Linked DNA regions of Takifugu rubripes: region 2 is linked to region 1. The links are chromatin contacts, called in public Hi-C maps. All regions are on one chromosome and are shown on one strand. The core of a region is the stretch at or near the end of the contact, and the rest is flanking DNA. Distances in the headings are between cores, read along the strand shown.

Evidence for each region. A called contact is a pair of places that touch in the nucleus more often than the background predicts.
Region 2: a contact with region 1 is called in a Hi-C map of muscle, with 2.1 times the contacts expected there. The contact joins the promoter of ercc4 here to the promoter of snx29 in region 1. A contact is called at or near these places in 2 of 2 Hi-C or Micro-C datasets (muscle and an unstated tissue).

The regions. Positions count from the first base shown.
Region 1 is chr1:10,064,757-10,071,840 of fTakRub1.2, forward strand. It overlaps snx29 (sorting nexin 29), which reads left to right and starts at 2,410. Exons shown (of 21, transcript XM_011604789.2): 1 at 2,410-2,854; 2 at 3,297-3,361; 3 at 3,854-3,906; 4 at 4,268-4,392; 5 at 5,433-5,613; 6 at 5,767-5,837; 7 at 6,353-6,610. The coding sequence starts at 2,848. LOC115250495 (transmembrane protein 238-like) reads left to right here. Exons shown (of 2, transcript XM_029839209.1): 2 at 1-494.
Region 2 is chr1:10,253,407-10,260,490 of fTakRub1.2, forward strand. It overlaps ercc4 (excision repair cross-complementation group 4), which reads left to right and starts at 4,280. Exons shown (of 10, transcript XM_003961351.3): 1 at 4,280-4,581; 2 at 4,913-5,093; 3 at 5,478-5,673; 4 at 5,763-5,970; 5 at 6,216-6,396; 6 at 6,473-6,604; 7 at 6,700-6,804. The coding sequence starts at 4,405.

The DNA.
Region 1 (7,084 bases), core at 1,160-3,659:
AAGACAAAGGAAAGATACAGAACAGATCGTGATATTTTATTTATTGTGAGTTGGTCTGAAAAGGAGAAAATGTTGTTTGTAAGTTGTTATTTTTTCTACCAGTGAAAGCTTTGAGCAACATTCCAATTTTAATTCATTTCCTTATTGTTACTAATGTTTAGAACATAAAAATATCTAAAGGAATTTTTCTCCGTGATATATTTGCTTTATTCTGGCAGGAATCTAACGTGTCACTAGCATGAAAAACTAGTGATCAGAATCTAAGCAAGAAAAAAACATAAGATGCATAAATCTGACCTCTTGTGGTTGAATGTGGTACAGCTGACCAACGACTGGAAATTACTGCATGTTTATATTGAGATTTAAAAATTGTTAATTAAATGTACTTTTAAAAAAAAAAATAAGTGATGCATTTCTCCAAAAAAAACTATTTTGTAATGTGCTTACTCAGAATGTGGATGTCCTGGAGTAGAATAAAAACAGATAAGATCAGATTTACTATATTGTCAATGTACAGAGAACAAAACAAATTTTATGAGAAATCAAGACTGTACTATTCAAAAAAAGAAATGAGTAGAAAGTAAGATTAAATACACGCATTCATCCACCATTCACACTCCCATCTATGCAGTTGACAGACCATAAAACACAAAACCATGCTTTCTTAATTCAACCTTTGAAATTCCTAAACTCTACTTCGAGAAATTTACTCCAATGTTTTACATTCCAAATGATTCATTTCAAACGTTCTAGTTAAATGGCAAAGACACACTTGCTGTCAGGTTGCTGGTAAGTAGCACCTGCTGACCAGCTTCACCACAGGAGCAGACCAGTACTGTGTTCTTATCATGATTCAGCAAACTGGAGCTGGTTCAACATCATCTCACTCCGCAGACAACCAAGGCCGTGCATCTCCTGTGCTGCCTGTTTTCCTGTGTCACGGGTCACAGCCTCCCCACAGTGTTTTATTATATTGTGAGGATGCTTCATCATGTTGAGTGCAACTTCAGAGGCACACTACCTCAGGTTAAAGCTGGTCCAGGCAAAGGCCAACCTCACCATGTCACCTGACCCCAATCAGCTCTAGTGGTGTCACTGGTCAGTTCCTGGTACCTGCGAGACTGTAACCTGCAGGGAGATGCTGAGGTTGTGTGTTCAAGCCTCATCTGGAGCAGCCAGGTTTTACCAGTTAGGCAACTTGTCTCAGTTATTTATGCTGTAAACCCCCCAGAGCAGTGTGACGGGAGCAATAAACTAAGAAAGCTGTGAGCCTACAAATCAAAAGTATTGCCCACTAGTGTTTTGATGCCACAACAGTTACAGCAGCATTTATGACTGCTGAGGCCCGTTGGCTGCCCTGAGATCTTTGTCATGATTCTCAGATTCTCCCTGTTTGGGGGACTAATGTGATTAAGGTGTATGGTGACAAATGCATGTGGGACAGATGGTTTGCATGAGGTTTCTAAACAGAGATCAGGTGACGCATCACAGCGATCAGTGACAGGATATCACGTTTGACCCCCAGCCCCAGTGGTGCTTATACAACAGTAACCTGCAGAGTGATGCTGAGATTGTGAGTTCAAGCCTCACCTGCAGCAGAAAAGTTTCACCAGTACAATTATACAAATAAATAGCTCAAAGAAAAGTGCAGTGACATGTCCAGTAATTTAGCTGCAGGTAAAAATGTGCTGATGTGTTGGATATTAAAATATTTCCTTAATGTGGACAATTGCAGGATTGAAAAACAAGACAAACTAAAGATGCCTTTTAAAAAAACATAAATAAATGATGGAACAAAAGTCATCCATGAAAGAAAATTCTGCTGTCATTTTCCGACTAAGTACATTCAAATTGAATTATTGCAATAGTTATCGAAAAATACAATCAAAGGTATGTTATACTGTTCTGGACAGCACAGATAGTTTCATATTTAAAAGCTATATGTATTTATATATGCATGCTGTGTAAATCAGACATTTTACCTGGAATTTAATTCATATTTGATATTAAATAAATTTTCTGGCACTAAAATATAAAGTAAAACTATTAAAAGTGAATTATGTACAATGTATAGTGTATTTACCATTGATAGACACCTCTTATTTTGTATTATACTCTACAATGCTATGGTATTATGCAATGTTGTACTGTTGTACAGCTATTGCAGTAGAAGTAGTCATTCCATTTTAATTTCAAGCTACATATTTTAATACTGTATATTTTCTGCAATGATCCAGCTGATAAGGAAAATAAGTTACAGAAGTAAAGCAGTTAACAGTGTGCAAAGTTTTAAGAGACCATTATCCACTTCCTCAAATTCGGATTGTTTTGTTTTAATTGTACACATCCACTAGTCAGTTTTTTAATAACTGTTCAAAGTTAATAATGGACTACAACTCCCTTCGCGAACTTCCTCCCATGTGACATGTGTGTGTTTTGTCACGTGACTGCGATACGGCTCAGTCACTTCAGTTCAGCGTTTCAGTTTAGCTCTGCTACTCTCTGCTAACTCATTTCCTTTGCATTTCTCCCCTCAAAACTTCAAATGGGGTTATCTGAATGCACACCCAGGCTAATTTTGTGAGGCGGTTTATATTTCTGGGGGGGGTTTTGTACAAGGTTTGCTTGCCAGGCTGCGGAAGACTGCGAAAACCCTACCCTAACCCTAACCACCGGCAGGCCTCTCTGTTCACCGCGTGAGCATCAGTCTTCGCGCCGCGGTTGGGCGGGTCCAGCTCGGCCACAGAGACATCATGGCCCCGGTGTTTAGCTAGCCTCTGGTCCTCCAGCTGCACCGGGGACAGGTCACATGTTTGACCGTCTCTGTAACGGAGTGTGACAGTCGGGATGAACGGTGAGTTTGGCTATTTTATTCACTTTGCCACTCGTTCAAGTGACATAATTTACTTTGAAACTGATCTATTAGCTTCTGATCTCAGACTCTTGGAAAATGGCTTGTTGAAATTTGAGTATCACCAATGGATATACCACTTTAACAATAGCATTAAAACGTCGTTCTGGAAATTATGTACTTTTGATGCTAAGACAAGTAAATAAAATGACCTGTAAAATTCATTTCTAGATTGAAGCAAATGAAGAACTTGTCTTGCCCATAAATCAACTCACATCATATCCTGATAATAACAACATAATGAAATCAGTGATAAGCATCACTGTCATTACTCTAAAGTGGTTTTGCTCAGCTCAGATGCTGTTCTGTCGGACCAAGTGCTTCTGTCACAGGGATCAACTAAACATGTCAGCAAACTGAATTTGTTTCATGTCAACTTCAGCAGAAACTCAGCAGAGTGATGCCAAGAGACAGCACCTCCTGGAGAGGCTGCTGGACGCTGTCAAACAGGTGAGCCGCCTCATACTTATGGTTTTTTTTTTCCGAAACCACGCTCAATTAAACCATTTTTAAAGTCAGAATATGTTTATAATATAAAAACATTTCATTTTTAAGGATATTTTCATCTATCTCTTTCTGCACCATAAATGATTATTGGTCAACAAAAGATTTGACCAAAATACAGCTTCTAGTTCCTGTTTGTCCTGGGAAACCCCCCCCCCCCACCCCCCCCACCCCCAGCAGTAGAGGAAGTAAAACCATCTGAATCTGCTAATGAAGATATGGCGGGTAGACACCGCATTCACAGTTGCTTACTTTTTTAGAATGGCACAAAGTTGCTCGTTCTCCTGACAACATGTGACTGTAATTACTGTTCCAAATGTTCCAGCCACTGGTCAAACTGTGCTGCTTGAGTTTGCTGTATGTCTGCATCAGCTGCAGTCTTTAGGATCCTGTTTCGTGAGTGCTGACTATTTGGTGAACATTCTCGTGCTTTTCCAGTGCCAAATACGCTTTGGAGGGAGAAAGGAAATCGCCACAGACTCAGACAGCAGGTAAAAGATGCTGCCTGTTGTTATTGTTCTAATTATTTCTATTTTACCCATCATGGGTGATAAAGTAAAACAGCACTATTATTACTGCTTTTATTCTCCATTTAAACTATTTTTAGTTTCAGGTCACTTTTAGCTGTGTATTCAATTCTTGCTTCATATTATACCTCATTTTTTTAGAATATAAAAATGGGACTTTACAAACATGATAAAATACCAGAGATCTGTTAAAACGAATGGTATAATCTGATGAGTGTATCAGTATTTTGCGACCTAGTTATGATAAAAATCGTATTTCCTGAACTACTCAGGTTCGTATATGCATACAGCTCCTCATGCACTACTGTCTCCCCCCTCTGCTCAGGGTCATCTGTCTGTGTGCACAGTTTGAAGCCGTGCTGCAGCATGGCCTGAAGAAGAGTCGAGGCCTGGCTCTCACCGCCGCTGCCCTCAAACAGGCTGCCGGTCTCAGCAGCAAGAACGAAGGAGGTACGAATGCTGATCTCAAAACACTGCTGCTCACTGTTGCCCATGCTCCACTTAAGTGCAAATAAAGTGGCGGCACTTTAGCATTATATTCTAATTCAAATGCATTGATTAAGCACTGAGTGGGTAAACACAAGTTAGATAAAAGGCTCCTCTTTGGCTATGCTTGCTGAGGTCAATTTAAAGGGAAGCATCCTCCAGGGTTTGTCGGGAACTTATAAACTTGCTTTTCAGCTCTACATTGACTCCAGAATTTAAATATATTCTGATTAAGCCAAGTAAGACAATAGAACTGCGGTGTGACATCATCATAGAAATTAAAGTTGAACAGTTCGCTAAATATTGTATGGTACAGCTAAATATGGTACATTTTATAGACTACTAAATCAAATTACAGTTAGATATATATTTTCAAGATACTCAATAATGTACAAAAAACCAAAAATAATCTTAACTCATTTGGGTGTGTGTAATTTTCTATTTCTACCTGCTGGTCTGATGAGATCAGGTCAAATTAGCAACTCAAATTTAGCCAGGCTAAAACTGCTGCTGACCCTCTCATTGTGAAACACACACACACTCACACACACACACACACACACACTCACACACACACACACACACACACACACACACACACACACACGCACACATACATACACATCCTATACCAGAATGTCCTTGCTTTGCTTGTACAACCCCTAAATTTTTGAGGATCACACACACACACACACACACACACACACACACACACACACCCACCCACCTAGCTTGGAGAAAATTGGCTTGTCATGCGTACACTGCTTTCCCCGGCTTCCCGCTCTATTGTGTTTGCCTGTCTGGCCTCAGTCTGTCCCTCAGCTTTAGTCTGTGGTCCTTGTGTGGTGGAGCTGTGTAAAAGCAGATGTCGATCAGTGTTAATAAACGACAGATGATGTGCTGACTAGCGCATATTTAATCGGCCTCTTCTGTTGCTGTTCAACAGAATAAATTATCCACAACTAAAATAAACACAATTTTCTCTGTCTATTTCCTCCTACCAGACCTAACTTTCTGGTTCTATGTGAAGGAGCATCTGAACCGGCATGAACTCCAGCGCTTTTACTCCCTTCGCCATATTTCCTCCGAGCTAGGTCGGGGTCGTGCCTGGCTGCGTTGTGCCCTCAATGAACACTCGCTGGAGCGCTACCTGCACTCACTGCTGGCTGACCGCCCACGTCTGGGGTCAGTAGACTGTATGACCTTTTTTCCCCGCATTGTTGTTGGTGAATTCCCCCAAGTGTGAATTCACAGAATTTATAGTTATAGTCAGATGTCTTTGTTTGTTTTGCCTTTCTACAGGTTGTACTAGTTTAGCTCTCTTCTTTTTTTTTCTAGCAATTACTATGAAGACTGGTCTTTTGTTCTTGATGAAGAGAGGGCAAGTATGCTCCCCACCATGGCGGCAGGTGAGTTCACTAATGCTAAATGATGCTAAATATGTTATTTTACCTTGGTGCGAAGTGCATGCTTGTAGGTACCCATGTTAACAGAGTAATGTTACACATGATGTAGCAATATTAGAGCAGCATGAACACCATGCTGAAATATGTTCTGCATAATTAGCCTGTCATGTTTGCCAATGGTTTCCATGCTGTTTGCTGATGTAGCAGCGAGTATAAGAGCAGCCACAAAGCTTTGGAACGTTGAAATAATTTGACAGCCTTTCAGGTTATAGTCCCCATCTTAAACCCTACTTCAGGTCCACCTCAGTTAAATATGAAACACACCACTGCTTCATTAGTGATGGTTTCTTAACTGGGCTGTACCACTCTCCTTGCTAAGCATGACTGGACTTACTGAGTGCAAACCTTCATACTGAGAGATGTTGATTTTTCTTTCTCCACTTTTTTTCCCACCTAAAAACTCACAAACCACCAAAAAAATGGACATCATTCCCCCTACTCCCTGTCGTGCTGCTCAGGTCTGAACTCCATCTTATTTGCCATCAACATTGACAACACTGACCTGAATGGAGGGTTGAGTCGAGGAGGGGGAAACTCTGTGTCACACCTCCTCAAGGGGTCCACGCAGGGCATCGGCAGCCTGTGGAAAGAGTCGGCTCAGGGTGTCAGCAGCCTTCTGAGAGAGATCAGCACAGCCACCTCTGTGCCGGGCTTCACCCCAAAGGTGGACGACACCTCGGACCCGTTGCCTGTTTTACCCCGCAGCACCTCTGCTGGTGAGAAAAACCAATGCAACATTACTTGAGAATGTTTTTACTAACTAATCAAACTAATAAAATGACTTGTAATGATCATAAATATTATTTTCAGTGACTGCCAATCAAATATGAGAATCAGTTGGTGTCATAGATGAAATTGATGTTGCTGTAAATGTGTAGAACAGGGGTGCTCACATGTTTTCAGCATGTGAGCTACTTACAAAATAAGTCAAAATGATCTACCACCACAAAAATGCAAACCATCTACCGTATTGGCCCGAATATAAGACGGTGTTTTTTGCGTTGAAATAAGACTGAAAAAGTGGGGGTCGTCTTATAATCAGGGTCGTCTTATATTCGGGCCAATACGGTAATTATTTTCAAATGTATTGAGGATTCTTTGTATGTACAATGTATGTTGATGTACCCTGCATAACCGAATGAGCCAATATTGCAAAACACGCATAATAATTAACTATTAACATTTTTTTG
Region 2 (7,084 bases), core at 3,030-5,529, 190 kb after region 1:
CTCGCTGTCCTGGTTTGTCGCTGATGTGAGAATGACTAATAAAAATGTGACTAATAAAACATTTTGCATTCAGAAATGATTGTTTGTTGTGTTTCAGCTGCTCCACTTGGTCCAGGGTCAGATTTCACAAAGGTGCAGAAGCAACAGGGGTCAGGACAGCCTGAAATGCATGTCAAGCCCGCAGCAGCCATCTTCTGAACGACTGGAATACTTTTTATTTCCAGTGAAACCGAAGCTCCGCTCGCACCATTTTCTAAATTCGTGACTGCTCTCAGCATTGAAAAGCTTTCAGTGAGTCACACAGAAGCTGAGTGACCCAGAGGTGCTCGTTTCAACCCGAAGTGGAATCCGAGAGCTCATGGTACATTTGTGAAAACTGGAGTTTGTTGTTTTCAAAGTGAAAAATCCTGAATTTGTAAAGCTTCTGGGATACAATGTGGCAATTAAATTAGAGTCCATCCCAAAGGTAGCTCTCAGCGTTATTATTGTTGATATTTCTACAGAAGAGACAGAGTTCTTCTCTGTGGCGTGTTTGATCCATGTGTTGCAGCTGAGTGGGTGGGCGACCATATGGGCTGGAACCTGCAACATACAATAGCTGATCTTTCAAGTCAGTAGAGCCACAGGCCATAGGGAATCTTTAACACTCTCTAAAATGATTGATTTACAATGAATTGGTAGTTTGGCTAGTTTTTGTCACAGCAAGGACAGCTTCTCTGACTGGTTCTATTCCAGTTCCTGTGCTTTGCTAACTGATGACTCGTCCTGGTCTGGTAATTGCCAAAATGGAACTGGCATCAATTTTCTAATGCGACTCTCAGCAGGATGCTATTCTTCACTCTTTGTGTGTGTGTGTGTGTGCGTGCGTGCTAGAGGCTTTGAGTTTGGCCCTCCGAGCAGAGTTTGCTCTCAGGCACAGCCCTCCATTTACAACAAAACCCTGCTGCGTCTCTCTTTTTTGCTAATGAGGCCTGGGAGGATGTGACAGACCTTTAGTTGGGTTTTTTTTGTGCGCATGTGTATGTGTGTGTGTCCCTCACTTACACATACAGTCATGCGGGCTGCATTAAATACCTTATTTTTGACTTGCAGCCTGCTATTAATTGCAAACTATTCCCTTCTCATTTCCAACACACCACAATGTCTAGATGCGCTTCAGCTGCCAAACACACACTTTTACTCATCTTTATGCAAATTAGAGCAGATTTGACTCTTTTCCTAGTGCATTTCCCTTCACACCTGCCAACAATTGCAGAATAGAAACGCGCTGGTTCCTCCGAATGTATTTATGCATCATGTCATTGAATTTACATACCATAGAAGTCTAAGAACAAGAGAAATAGTTATGCTCTCTCTCTCTGCTGCTGCTGCTTCTTTGTTTATCCCAGCTGCATGCCTCATGTTTTTATCCCGAGCTGAAGTTGCAGTCCGATCTTTGAGGAGTGGCAGACGACCAGTCCTTCCTAGATTTGGACACCTCTGACGCGAGACAAAAGCAGCGCTTTACTGTCCTCTATAGGTCAAACTGTGGCACTGCATCGATTTATCACCATAAATAAATCCCGTCTTTTGTTAATCATTTTGTAAGTTTTAGCTTCGCTCTCTTACCGTCACTGAGATGTGAAGTAACTTTGTTGGAAATGAATGGAGATCCTTCTGTAAAATAAAGCACTGGAGACATTCTGTGACTGATATGAGTATGTTTGACTCAAAAATCTCCCACAACAAAGCAAATTGGAGTTACGCATTCATAATTAATTCATATACTTTCTAATAGTAATGTACACATTTTAACAAAGATGGCACTAGACTTGATGGAAAGAGGGGTAAAATGGATTATGTCTTGATAGTTGTGTTGTTGCTTTAACAAACCACCTGATAATTTCTTGGGAATCAACCATTGATTTGATGCTGCAGAGCTCACAGCTTGGAGGCTCTGCATTGACAAGACCACTGGCCTAAATTCACAAGAAAGATTTACCATCAGGATCTTATTTCCTGCATTAACTCTCCCACATTAGGTCAGAGCTGCTGATAGATTCGTGTTAGCGAGAAACCGTTAGACACCATCAGAATGGGAGAAAAAATGCAGTAGTAGAGAGCCACAAAAACACACAGGAATAGTGAAACAGCAGCACAAGAACAAGTTTCAGCAACATCATTTGCTTCCTCGACCACAATCAAATGTCCTTCGATCAAATTGCCCTCATTTCCTTCTGCGCCCATTTGATTTGCAGCGTGTTGCTGGTACACAGAAGCCTAGATGCAGTTCAAGGGAGAGGAGATGTACCCGATGTTCTGTACTCCCTCAGTCCCATCATGCGTCATGATTTTTCCAACAGCTGTTGGCGCAGTAGAAGGTATGGCACATCGACTGTGCCGCCAAGAGCACAAATGGATGACATCGCTATAATTAATGTATGCGCTTTAGGACATACACCCCACAACAGATGTACAAAAGGGTAATGGAGTGCATACTTCAGGCAAATCTCAGCTATCGGGACATATAAGATTCAATCCTCCTATTTCTGAGGCAACCGCAGTGTCAGATTTCAATTTTTTTTTCTGCTGGAAACGATTCCTCCAAGTTTTCCATGATGCCTGTTGGGTTGAACCTTGCACGGTGTCACACTGGAGAGGCGAGGCGGCTTCACGGCCTTGGCTCCCTCCAGGGTTATCTTAGGTGTGTAGATGTGTATCTTAGAGCGTCTGCGCTTTCTAAACTTCCCCGCTCACTGTATCTCCTGAGTCAGCATGTCTGCAGTTTGTCAGGAATTTCACTCAAAGACACATATTACAGGTCGTTGCGAAAATCCAGCGTTTGCGATACTGTGTGAGGACTTTCTGAAATGTGACAAGTTTGCAGACTTTTTGGAGAGGGAGCCACCCGTCGCTCTGTCTGCATAGTTGTCAATCATTCACCTGTCACTGGGCTTGTTTTCACGTCGGCTGATCCTGGCTGCATAATCGAAGGCGCAAATCCACCACGATAGATTGGTGCATCTATTCTGTAGTTTCACATTTGGATTATTGTGGCAGTCTAATTGTGGGTGCACATTTGTGAATTGCTCAGAGCTTTGGCAGCATGAATTTTTCATATTTTTTTTATCTTTGACGTGTTGACGATATTAATTAAATTCATCAGTGATGGAGGAGACAGTCTGTTGGGGCATTAATTCATGTGCTTATTAATTTCCAAATCTGTCTTTTGAAAGTTCACACTCACTCCAGTGTATTAATTATAGCTGTTTTTGAGGGCAACGTTGAATCATTTCACGGAAAATAACATTGGAATTAATTAGGTTATTGTCCAGATATTTAAAGTCAGCCATGTAGCGTTCTTCAAAACACATGTCCATTACAAGAAATGAGATTTAGAGGTCACAGGAACCTGTTTGTATTCATAAATGTCAAATCTACGATGGGGAAGTCTGCCTGTGAGAGTGAGATGAGGGATGAGCGGTTGGTGCTTGTGCGTTGTCTTTCATGAACACAGACCTCTTCTCTGTTACGCCACAGAGATGTTGGCTGACACACACTCTAAATGGGGCCTACAGGGGCCAGTGCCCCTGTCCAAATGTCCACAGCCGCTGTGCTGACTGAATAATAAAATCATAATAACTTATTATGATGGTACTTGTTAGCACAGACACTGGAAATATTGTGACTCAGCATTCTACACAGCATCTGAGCAACACACCTAAAGACTGTAGGTCATCACCCACGGCTTTACTGATACTTGGTATGTACTTGATTGATGTACCAGAAACATTTCCGGCTGAGGGCCTCCAAAGTTTATTGTCACAATATTATAAAATATGGATAAATTTAATTGTTTATAGTGACATGGGCTCATTAGCAGTTATGCATCTGATGCCCTTTTTTCTGGGGTCCATGTCCACTTTTCCGAAATTGTCCTACTTTATTTTATTTTCCATTTTGGATGGTACTACCTGATTGATTTAGTTGATCCATTTTCTTTTACCATTGTGTTTTTTTCGCCCCACATTGCAGCTCAATCAAATCACTGGTCCCACCTTGAGTTTGATACACATTCTTGAAATCATTTTCAAGAATTTGTAAATTTTACTTGTATAGAAAGTAACAGAACACGATTTGTTTACAAAATCAAAACTGCGAAAAAACCCAATAATTTCCATTTAAATGTGTTTTATGCTGAGCTATTTTTTAGCTGCTGTACTACTCCGTGCCGCTGGGCGGCGGCAGAGGCATCATTACTGAATGTGTAGTTTTTGTGAACGTTTTTGGTGTCACATGACCGGATGCCTTTTCAAAACATTAGATAACTGTAGCCTTTCAATGGTGCCTGGTACAGTTAGCTGACATTTAATGTGTTTTTAAACGAAAGCAAATATATTTTTTCGCAGAAAAAGCTCTGCTAACATGGCGGGTCCATTGCTGGAGTTTGAAACCGAGATGTTTCTCAGTCTGTTTGGTAGTGATGGACTTGTGGTAGTGGCGGAGGGGATGGGGATTGACCGCATCCTTCTGCAGTTCATGCGGGTTTACTCAGAGCAGGGAAGCCTGGTCCTTCTGCTCAACACGACCACACCTGAACAGGTACCTTCATTACTACACACGGGCCTTTTTTAGTTACAGGAGGTTGTTTTTTTTGAAGAATAGTGAAATAATGCAAATCGGTTTGGATGAAAACGTTATTATTTTATTTTACCACACAGACAACAATGAACCACTAAGTCATGAGCATAGTTGACCGCAGCAGATATGTGATGGCTTTATTTCATTCAGGAATGACAACTCTATGGCTTTACTACGGTTGCTATGGTACTCACACTGTCGGGTATAAGTTGAAAATCGATCCTTACACTGTCATTGTTAACCAACCAATATAATTTAGATCCTTCCTCTAAGTGTAGCCTTTTGCCCACAGGAGTATTTTACTGAGCAGCTGCGTATGGAGGGTGTGACCCACCTGCCCAGGACAGTAACCAGTGACATCCAGAACACTGAGCGCTATAATGTTTACACTGAAGGAGGAGTGCTTTTTGTCACCAGCAGAATTCTTGTGGTCGACTTCCTGACGGACCGCATCCCTGCTCAGCTCATAACAGGTCAGAAGACATCATAATAATAATAATAATAAGAGCAACTTTTCTGTCATATTTTGTATTCATGAGATTATTTTGCATTTTTTGGTTTCTAAAATTAACATCCTGTAATTTTTGCTGGTTGGGAGCTTTCAAAGTAAAAATTATAACCTTGGCATCACAGCGCATGATCCATTTGCAAGTACACTATGAGAACAGAAGTCCAACAGCCCAAATAATTAATGTAATATGAGGAAATTATCAGAGTATAAGATGTTGACTTTACTATACATGGTAGAGGAGTAGTAAGCTGTTTTAAATGTTATCTTTTTGAATTTATTTGCATCATTGTTACCATTCACTAGTAGTGCTTGAAATTAGACTACCATCTTTTGTACTGCCCCTCAGGAATCCTGGTGTATCGTGCTCATAAAATCATTGAGTCGTGTCAGGAGGCATTCATCCTTCGTCTGTTTAGACAGAAGAACAAGACGGGCTTCATTAAAGCTTTCACGGACAAAGCCACCGCATTCTCTTCTGGATTCTGCCAGGTGGAACGTGTGATGAGGAACCTCTTTGTCAAGAAACTTTATTTGTGGCCTAGGCATGTTGGAATATCTTTTTCAGCTTTTTTTCAGGAGTTATTAGCTATATTTAGAGATATGGTTGAATGGCTCTGTTATCCTGCCACAGGTTTCAAGCTTCAGTTAACACAGCTCTGGACCGGCACAAGCCGGAGGTTGTGGAGCTCCATGTGTCACTAACACCAGCTATGAGGGCCATCCAAAGTGCCATCCTGGAGATCATGAGTGCCTGTCTGAAAGAACTCAAACGCTTCAACCCTACACTGGAAGCTGAAGACTTCTCTTTGGAGAGCACATTAGGAAACTCTTTTGACAAGGTTTGTATGGAGTTCAAAAACAAGCAATGCCCCAATGCTTTCCCAAATGATTTTTCGTTGTAATTGTCCAATCCAAAGAAATGTTCAAGCTTCTACATCAAATATCTCTGCAACGCAACCTTTGCAGCACTCCCTGAAAAACTGGAAATACATTTTTTTTAGACTCTAGTTTTATTAATTTGTATGTGAGTTTATATGTGGTTGCGTTTGTAAAATGCGAAATGTTAAAAAATTCTCTCATTCAGACTATCCGTCACTATCTGGACCCCTTGTGGCACCAGCTAGGAGCAAAAACGAAGGCCCTAGTCCATGATCTGAAGGTGTTGAGGGTGCTCTCGCTTTACCTTACCCAGTATGACTGTGTAACCTTCCTCAATCTGCTCGAGTCGCTCCGTTCCAGCCAAAAGAACTTTGGATCTAATTCAGGTAAACTACAATAGCATATGGCTGATTTTTATCATTTGTCCTCCTCTTTTCATATGTTTTTGTTACTGAACTTCAGGGTGGTTGTTCCTCGACTCCAGCAACTCCATGTTTGTAAATGCTAGAGCACGAGTCTATCACATCCCTGACAGTAAGAAGAAAATGAAAGTAGGAGCGGAGACAGAGAAACAGAAGTCATCTTCTGTCGCTGGTAAATAATCAATATATACAACATGTGACAGACAATTCCTTTAATGTCTTCAGACTGACTTATAGTAGAATTAATTGAATGTTTCTGTGTTCCAGAGGTGAAGCGAGAACTTGTGTTGGAGAGGAGCCCTAAGTGGGAGGCTCTCACTGAAGTACTACAGGAGATTGAGAGAGAGAACAGGAGCTCTCAGCATGAACAAGGTAAAAGCAGTTGTAAAGGTTCTCTGGGCAATATTTATCCTCTTGTCTAGATATTATAATGGGGTTTACTTGGCTTTACTTAAAAGTCTGATCTAAACTGCTACAGACAGTGATGTAAGTGTGTATGGACCTTGCTGAACATGTGCCATCAAATCGCAACATTGAGCAACTCCCGCACAGCTCTGTAACGAGACTACTAATAAGGAGATTCCAGTTCTCCAGATGTTGCAAGAGCACCTATAGTCAGTGTCCATGAGGCAGGACAGACAGATGTGTAGCT